Regions from separate parts of the Danio rerio genome. Here region 2 is linked to region 1. The links are chromatin contacts, called in public Hi-C maps. All regions are on one chromosome and are shown on one strand. The core of a region is the stretch at or near the end of the contact, and the rest is flanking DNA. Distances in the headings are between cores, read along the strand shown. Region 1 holds the start of olfcq6 (olfactory receptor C family, q6). Region 2 holds the start of olfcq11 (olfactory receptor C family, q11).

Region 1 (3,625 bases), core at 959-3,458:
TCCATAGGTTCGATGTGACGCTACATAGTGCTTCAGCCATCATTTTGATAAAGCAGTTAATCTGCTGCGGTGCTGAAATGAGTTTTGATATGTTGTTTCAGTAAACTTAATTACCTAAATTTTATATTTCCTCGCTTATCTGTGTTTTATGTATGGTAGGTTATGCTATTCGTTGGTCATTCAGTTATTTTATACCACATGGATTTCTTTGTTTTGCCTCACAAAACACAATAACTTTAATGATAAAAGATTTTCTTTTTTCTACCAGCTTTTTAAAAATTACCTAAAACCTCTTAAACTATTCCCTTACTTTACAAGTATTCATTCCTTTTCAGATAAATAAACAATTAAAGAATCTCCTCATTGGATAAATCATTGTTATATTTATTCTGCTACATTTAACTAAGATAAACCCAAATATTCATATTTAAATAATCACATATTATAAATTATTAATATTTATACATTTGCTAATTTCGTTATTAATTTTAGCTGCCTTTTTTCTATATTCATGACCATTTAAGAAAATTTTTTAGCATAGCAATTGCTTTTTATGTTGTGTGAATCATTTTATTAAAATCTGGTTTACTTTGATTCATAATGCTCTTGGTACCAAGATGAATTTCAAGAGTTTTTCCCCAAGGCATTACTTTAAAAAACAATAGAACTTAGCAAGGTCAATGGGAAATCTGCCTTTGTAACCTTAAAGGACAAGTTGGACCCTCACAAGGTCACTGTGCTCATAGGTGTTTATTTTCTGTACATCACCGTTTTAATATGTATCATGCCCTCCCCTTTCAGCAGCAGCCCATCACTGGGAAGCATCCATACACACCGAATCATACACTACTGAAAATTTTGATTACCCAGTTTTAATTTAACTATAACAATACGAGCCCTGTACCACAGTTCTTATCAATTCCTAAGAGGCTGGAATTTTCCATAATTTGATATATTTTGGCTTTTTTCTTCATCAATGTAAACTGTTTTGATAATCTACATTGTAAAGATGACTTGACTGGACTTCCCTAGCCATCCCCATATACCACAAAAATGCAATAATGATGAGGCTTCATCAAAGAAAAGTGACCCTCCAATGTAAGAATATGGTGGAAAAACATTTGAGTTATGCTTGCATTAATGTTTGTTATGCACTTGTTTGTTGATGCAGGCTATACACATGACTCCCATGAGTCATGGAATTTCTGGATTGTTATGGAATTGTCATGAAATGTTAAACAAATTTGTTTGTAATTTAAAATGATATTTCCCATTTTTAAAAATGTAACTTTCATTATAGTTTTTATACCGTGTTGTTTCAAGTTTTGCCTATTTAGTTATTTTTTAGTGCCGTTTTATTCCATACTCATTTGCTCTATGTGAATATCACCATAAACGTTACCCAAGCAACCTCAAGGTAGAATCACCACCCAGAGTGACAGGCAGCTGCAAAGTATTTGGTGAACAAAAGAATATATATATATATATATATATATATATATATATATATATATATATATATATATATATATATATATATATTGGAAAAACAGCCTATGCCAGTTCTTAAATAGGATTCAGTCAGTGTTTTTGTTTGTAATCTAAATTTGTAATTTAAGTGAAAAATATTTAGGACTGACCAATTAATTTTATTATTTCTATTTAGTTTATTCTTTGGTTGGTTGGGAAAATTAACCAAAATGAGCATCAGTAGTTTGTAATATTATATACTGAAGAAATATTTAATATAAGCAATTTTTAATACAATAAAACTACATTCTTTGAATGGTTGTAGTATTAAAATAATAATTAACTAACATGAAATTTTAAATATACTGGGAGCTCATTAATGTCTATGTAAGTCTAAGTTGTAAAAAACCTGTATTCTTTTCATTCCCTCTCCTGCAGCCCTACATTTGCAGTGATATTTAGCGCCCTGTCATCTAACAGCGGGAGGCAGTGACTGAGGGATTGACAGTTATATAAGAACCAATCTAAGATTGCACACAGCAGTTTTAGAGATATGAATGAATTCTTATTTTGTAACACTTAAAGCCTTCCTATAGACATAAATGTTAAACATAGTAAAAAAAAAAAATGAAAGGCAACAATTATTATCACATAGAGATAGGCCTATAATAATCCTATTTGTGTCATGATTACAAGCAATCTAACCAGCAGAGTTCGCTGGTAAACTTTCTTTTAAACATGAACTTTGGTGCAGGGCTCCGAACCGGTTCAAGGAATGGAAATGAAAAATGGAAACGAATGACATTTTGCAGGTACAGAAACGAAAAACTAAAAACTTTATTCGTTCTGAACAGAAACTTTTACATTAATTCATTAATTCATTCATTCATTTTCTTGTCGGCTTAGTCCCTTTATTAATCTGGGGTCGCCACAGCGGAATGAACCGCCAACTCATCCAGCAAGTTTTTACGCAGCGGATGCCCTTCCAGCCGCAACCCATCTCTGGGAAACATCCACACACACATTCACACACACACACTACGGACAATTTAGCCAACCCAATTTAACTGTACTGCATGTCTTTGGACTGTGAGGGAAACCGGAGCACCCGGAGAAAATCCACGCGAATGCAGGGAGAACATGCAAACTCCACACAGAGACGCCAACTGAGCCGAGGCTCGAACCAGCGACCTTCTTACGGTGAGGTGACAGCACTACCTACTGCAACACTGCTTCGCCCAGAAACGTTTACAGTTAACCGGTTAATAACGTTTTTTTTTAATCGTTCTCTTTATTATATCAATTTGGGAAACAAAAAGCATTAATTTAAAGCATGTGTACAAATGCAACGGTAACGCGTACAACGTGAAATGACTGAAAAGCAGACGTCATAAGTGAGAGTCGTTTTTGATGCGACAAGCTTGTCTTAAAGGTTACTGAGAACCTGGGGTCTGTTCTTCGTAGCTCTCTTAAATGATCTAAGATGATTTGGCAGATCCTGGATCTTTTAATCTTGATAACTGATCTCTCGCTAATTTGGTTCTTCAAACAAGTTCGTGAATCGGATTAAAATGTCTAGATAAACTTATCAGAGATCGCTGCGTGTGTTGTGAAGGACTGATCTATCGATCCTCGTAATCATGATCAGCAATGCAACGATTGGCTGATGGCACAGCAGCGTAATGACATCATCTGATTAATATTCAATTATCCATGTGAGCAAAATTACATAAAATTCATTGGAAACGGTTTGTTAAATATGACAAGCAATAACTTTTATGCCCTTTTATGTTTCAAGAGCAGTTTATTTATATTTACAGTTAGTGCGGATTTTCCTTATTATAGTAGTATTATAGTAGCCGTTTTTTTAATCTGTGTAAAGAATAACTGGATGTTTACAAAAGCTTTTTGATATTGGTAAAGGTGTCTGCAACATTTATGAAGCATCAAATCACCGTTATATCTATCAAAAAATTGTTTATGACTGCATAAAAGTATTATCGCTTTTAAAAAGTCACATATTGTGCATGTTTATTATCATACACAAATTATACTAAATGATCTAAAAAGTCCATATCAATAAGTTTTCTCTTTGCACCACCAGGTGGCAGTCTTTGTACTTTCATTTCGGGGCTGCAGATTGCATAAGTTTTAT
Region 2 (3,578 bases), core at 436-2,935, 140 kb after region 1:
AGAAGCTGTAAACTGACACGCACATGGTGGTCCCCATAATGTTTAGATCTGATTAACTTTTATTTAGCCTGTAGTCTTTAGATTTTTTCATAATGTTCCATTACTTAAAATTTCTTTCATTTTTTTAAATTTATAGTGTATATATAAAATGAGTGCTAGCTTGTTTAGCTGTGATTATTATGCAAGGATCATATTTTATATTCGGTTTATTCTTCAGTAGCCTATGTATTTGTTAATAATGTATTATATAAATGTATTGTTTATAAGGACTAAGCTATTAATATATAATACATTAGGCTTATTATACATTAAGGCATTGAAGTCAGTTAGGACAACAAGTCACATCCATGTAGTGAATTACTGTTGAGTGGAATCAATGCGTGGTATCGGCCTTTCATGTCCAATATGAGTATGAGTATTTTATTATCGACCCGATACTGGTATCGGTGCATCCCTATTTCCAAGGTGGCAATATATATAAAAAATATTATAGAAAGAAAAATGTCAGCAAAGCAAAAAGAGAGGGGATGGAATGGCAAAGAGCCTTAGGCCAGGAGCCAAACTTTAGTTGCCATAAGTACCAAAGTGCTATGTGTCGAAGCACTAACTAGAAGGCTATCAACACAGACTTGATGTGGATATTAAAATGTTGATGTCTTTTCAATAGTAATTTCTTAAAATGTGTTTGGAGTCTAACTGCAGCTTGTGGCCTTTTTATCAGATTTGATAAAACTGAGATTTAAAGTATTTTAGCATCAGACACAAACGCATTTATGGATAATTAGCTTGATTATATGTTCTGTGGTTACTGTGCTTAATGTTCTTCTCACAAAACTAATGGAATATGCTGTTTGTGTAATAACCTCAAGAGAATTAGACCGTTTTTGTGATGAACTGCAGGTGCTTTACAATACAAAGTCAAAGACACAACTGCCATCTAGATGTCAAATGAAAGATGATTTGGAATTTACTCAGAATTCTCATGTATACTGTATTGACAAAACATTGACAAAATGTGATCCACATATTTGAAATCATTCAGGTTTGTATTACAATAATCTCAAATGCAAAAGAATACAGAGTATTTTCTTAACAGAAAATTTAAAAAACACTTAACTGTAACCTGAGTTCATTTCAAAAACTAGAAGTTTTTTTGTTGCTTAATTTCTTTTTCAAACAGCCATTTACACAAATTCTGTATTTAAATGTAGTTTCAACATCCAGAAAAGGTAAAATATTAACAATATTTTGCAAGACTTTATTATAAGCTACAAATATATGTAAACTGAAAAAACTAAATACTGTCTACAATATTGTGTTTAAGACTTGTGTATGTACGAATTGATTTATTTAACTTGTAAATCACATTTTGAGAATATAAACTTGGGGTGGTATTTGTTTATGGAATTAATACCTTTGAGACTATACGTTTATGATCTTTCTGTCATCAAAACTCTTATCTCTTATTCCCAGAAACTATAAAACAAAGTAATATTTTTTTAGTGATAATTTTAAAACATAATAATACAATTGCATATAGTAATACATCTGTTTTTTTTTATTGTATTATGCTATGTTAAAACGACAGAATGACAAACACAATATCTTTATTTTTAGAGTGGTACCGCCTTTCAAGAAGAAAAAAAAAGGCTTTATATATATGTGATCTCAATGACGAAGGACATAAACAGATAAGAGGGATGTGGGTGATTCTGCACATTTATTTTTTTATATCTTGTAATTATATGTCTGTGGCTTTGATGGCCAGTTCAGGAACCTGTCAACTACAAGGACACTTTACATTGAACGGGATGTACCAGAATGGAGACTTTTTAATTGGTGGTTTATTTGAGATTCAATACCTCAAAGCATTCCCGGGGCTAAGCTTCAGAACAGAGCCAAAACTACCCCACTGTGAAAAGTCAGTCTAAACCACAATGACTGAAAAAAATGTGTAGGAAGTGTGTGTGTGTGTGTGTGTGTATTATTTATTTTTTTTTTCTTGTTTCCATAATTTATTATTATTTTATCATTTTAAACTCAATTAATGTGAAACGCAGTTCAATTGTTTTCTTTATTGTTACATATATTGTTAGTAATGTTGAAGTTAATAATCAAACATTGTTTGTCTTCTCCAGCTTCTATATGACAAGCTTCCAGCAGGCAATAACAATGGTTTTTGCCATCAATGAGATTAATAACAATCCCAACCTGCTGCCTAACATCACACTTGGTTACCAGATGTATGACAACTGTTTAAGGCTTGGAGTGGCATTTCGGGCAGCTACAGCTCTTATAAGTGGGACAGAGGAGACCCTCTCTGACCTCAACTGCAAAGGCCCACCACCAGTTATTGGAGTCATAGGTGATCCAGGATCTACACATTCTATTGCAATTTCTAGTGTTTTGGGGCTTTTTCGAATGCCTATGGTAAGATATTTATACAAGCACGCACAGACACACACACACACACACACAGTTATATAATGAACGTGCGTTATGCTCATCTCTCTGTCTCTCTCCTCGATTTTTCCTAATTAGATTAGCTATTATGCCACCTGTTCCTGTTTGAGTAACAGGAAAAAGTACCCCTCTTTCTTCAGAACAATACCCAGTGATGCTTTCCAGGTGCGGGCTATGATTCAAATTTTGAGGCATTTTGAATGGACCTGGGTTGGTCTCCTCTACAGTGATGATGATTATGGCATAAATGCTGCTCTGTCTTTCCACCATGATGTGCAGCAATTTGGAGGTTGCGTGGCTTTCTCTGAGATTCTCCCCAATGATAACAACCAGATGGCAGTACAACACATAGTCAGAGTCATTCAGAACTCTACAGCAAAAGTAGTGGTTGTGTTTTCCACTTCAAGCTATTTGTTGCCTGTGATTGATGAGATGCTGTTGAAAAATATTACAGGCAGGCAATGGATTGCTAGTGAGGCTTGGTCCACCTCACCTGTGCTTCTTAATCCCCGACTTAGGTATGTTTTAGGGGGTACACTGGGAATTGCCATCCGACGGGGAGAGATTGAAGGACTTGACAACTTTCTGTTACGCCTTCGTCCCGACAATTTTTCACAAAACAGTATGATGAGGATATTCTGGGAGAACATGTTTGAATGCAATTTCGACACTATTGGAGGACTGAGAACCAAATTGTGCTCAGGGCAAGAGGATTTGAGAAGCAAATTTACACCATACACTGATGTTTCTGAGCTGAGAGCTTCTTATAATGTCTATAAGGCAGTTTATGCTCTAGCACACGCACTACATGACCTAATGCATTGTGAGGAGGGGAGAGGACCATTCAGTGAGAACAGATGTGTTGACATATCAAATCTAAAACCTTGGCAGGTAAAACTTAAATGTAAAAGTGCATTTATATTCTATTCATTTAGAAGAGAATAATGTGCAAAAAAAAAAAAACTGTAATCTTACTCAAAATGTCTGGTAAAAAGATAACAATCATCTTGTCTACAAATTGTGCAGCTGGTTCACTACCTTCAAAGAGTGAAATTTACCACAGGCTTTGGGGATCATGTGTCCTTTGACAAAAATGGAGATGCTCTGGCCATCTA

The links. A called contact is a pair of places that touch in the nucleus more often than the background predicts.
Region 2: a contact with region 1 is called in a Hi-C map of an unstated tissue, with 2.7 times the contacts expected there. The contact joins the promoter of olfcq11 here to the promoter of olfcq6 in region 1. A contact is called at or near these places in 2 of 18 Hi-C or Micro-C datasets (hematopoietic stem cells and an unstated tissue).

What each region holds. Positions count from the first base shown.
Region 1 is chr18:36,324,971-36,328,595 of GRCz12tu, forward strand. It overlaps olfcq6 (olfactory receptor C family, q6), which reads left to right and starts at 2,209. Exons shown (of 8, transcript XM_068214849.1): 1 at 2,209-2,282. The coding sequence starts at 2,209. olfcq5 (olfactory receptor C family, q5) reads left to right here. Exons shown (of 6, transcript XM_002665366.7): 6 at 1-369.
Region 2 is chr18:36,461,573-36,465,150 of GRCz12tu, forward strand. olfcq11 (olfactory receptor C family, q11) reads left to right here and starts at 1,686. Exons shown (of 6, transcript XM_678970.7): 1 at 1,686-1,921; 2 at 2,139-2,430; 3 at 2,542-3,354; 4 at 3,490-3,578. The coding sequence starts at 1,701.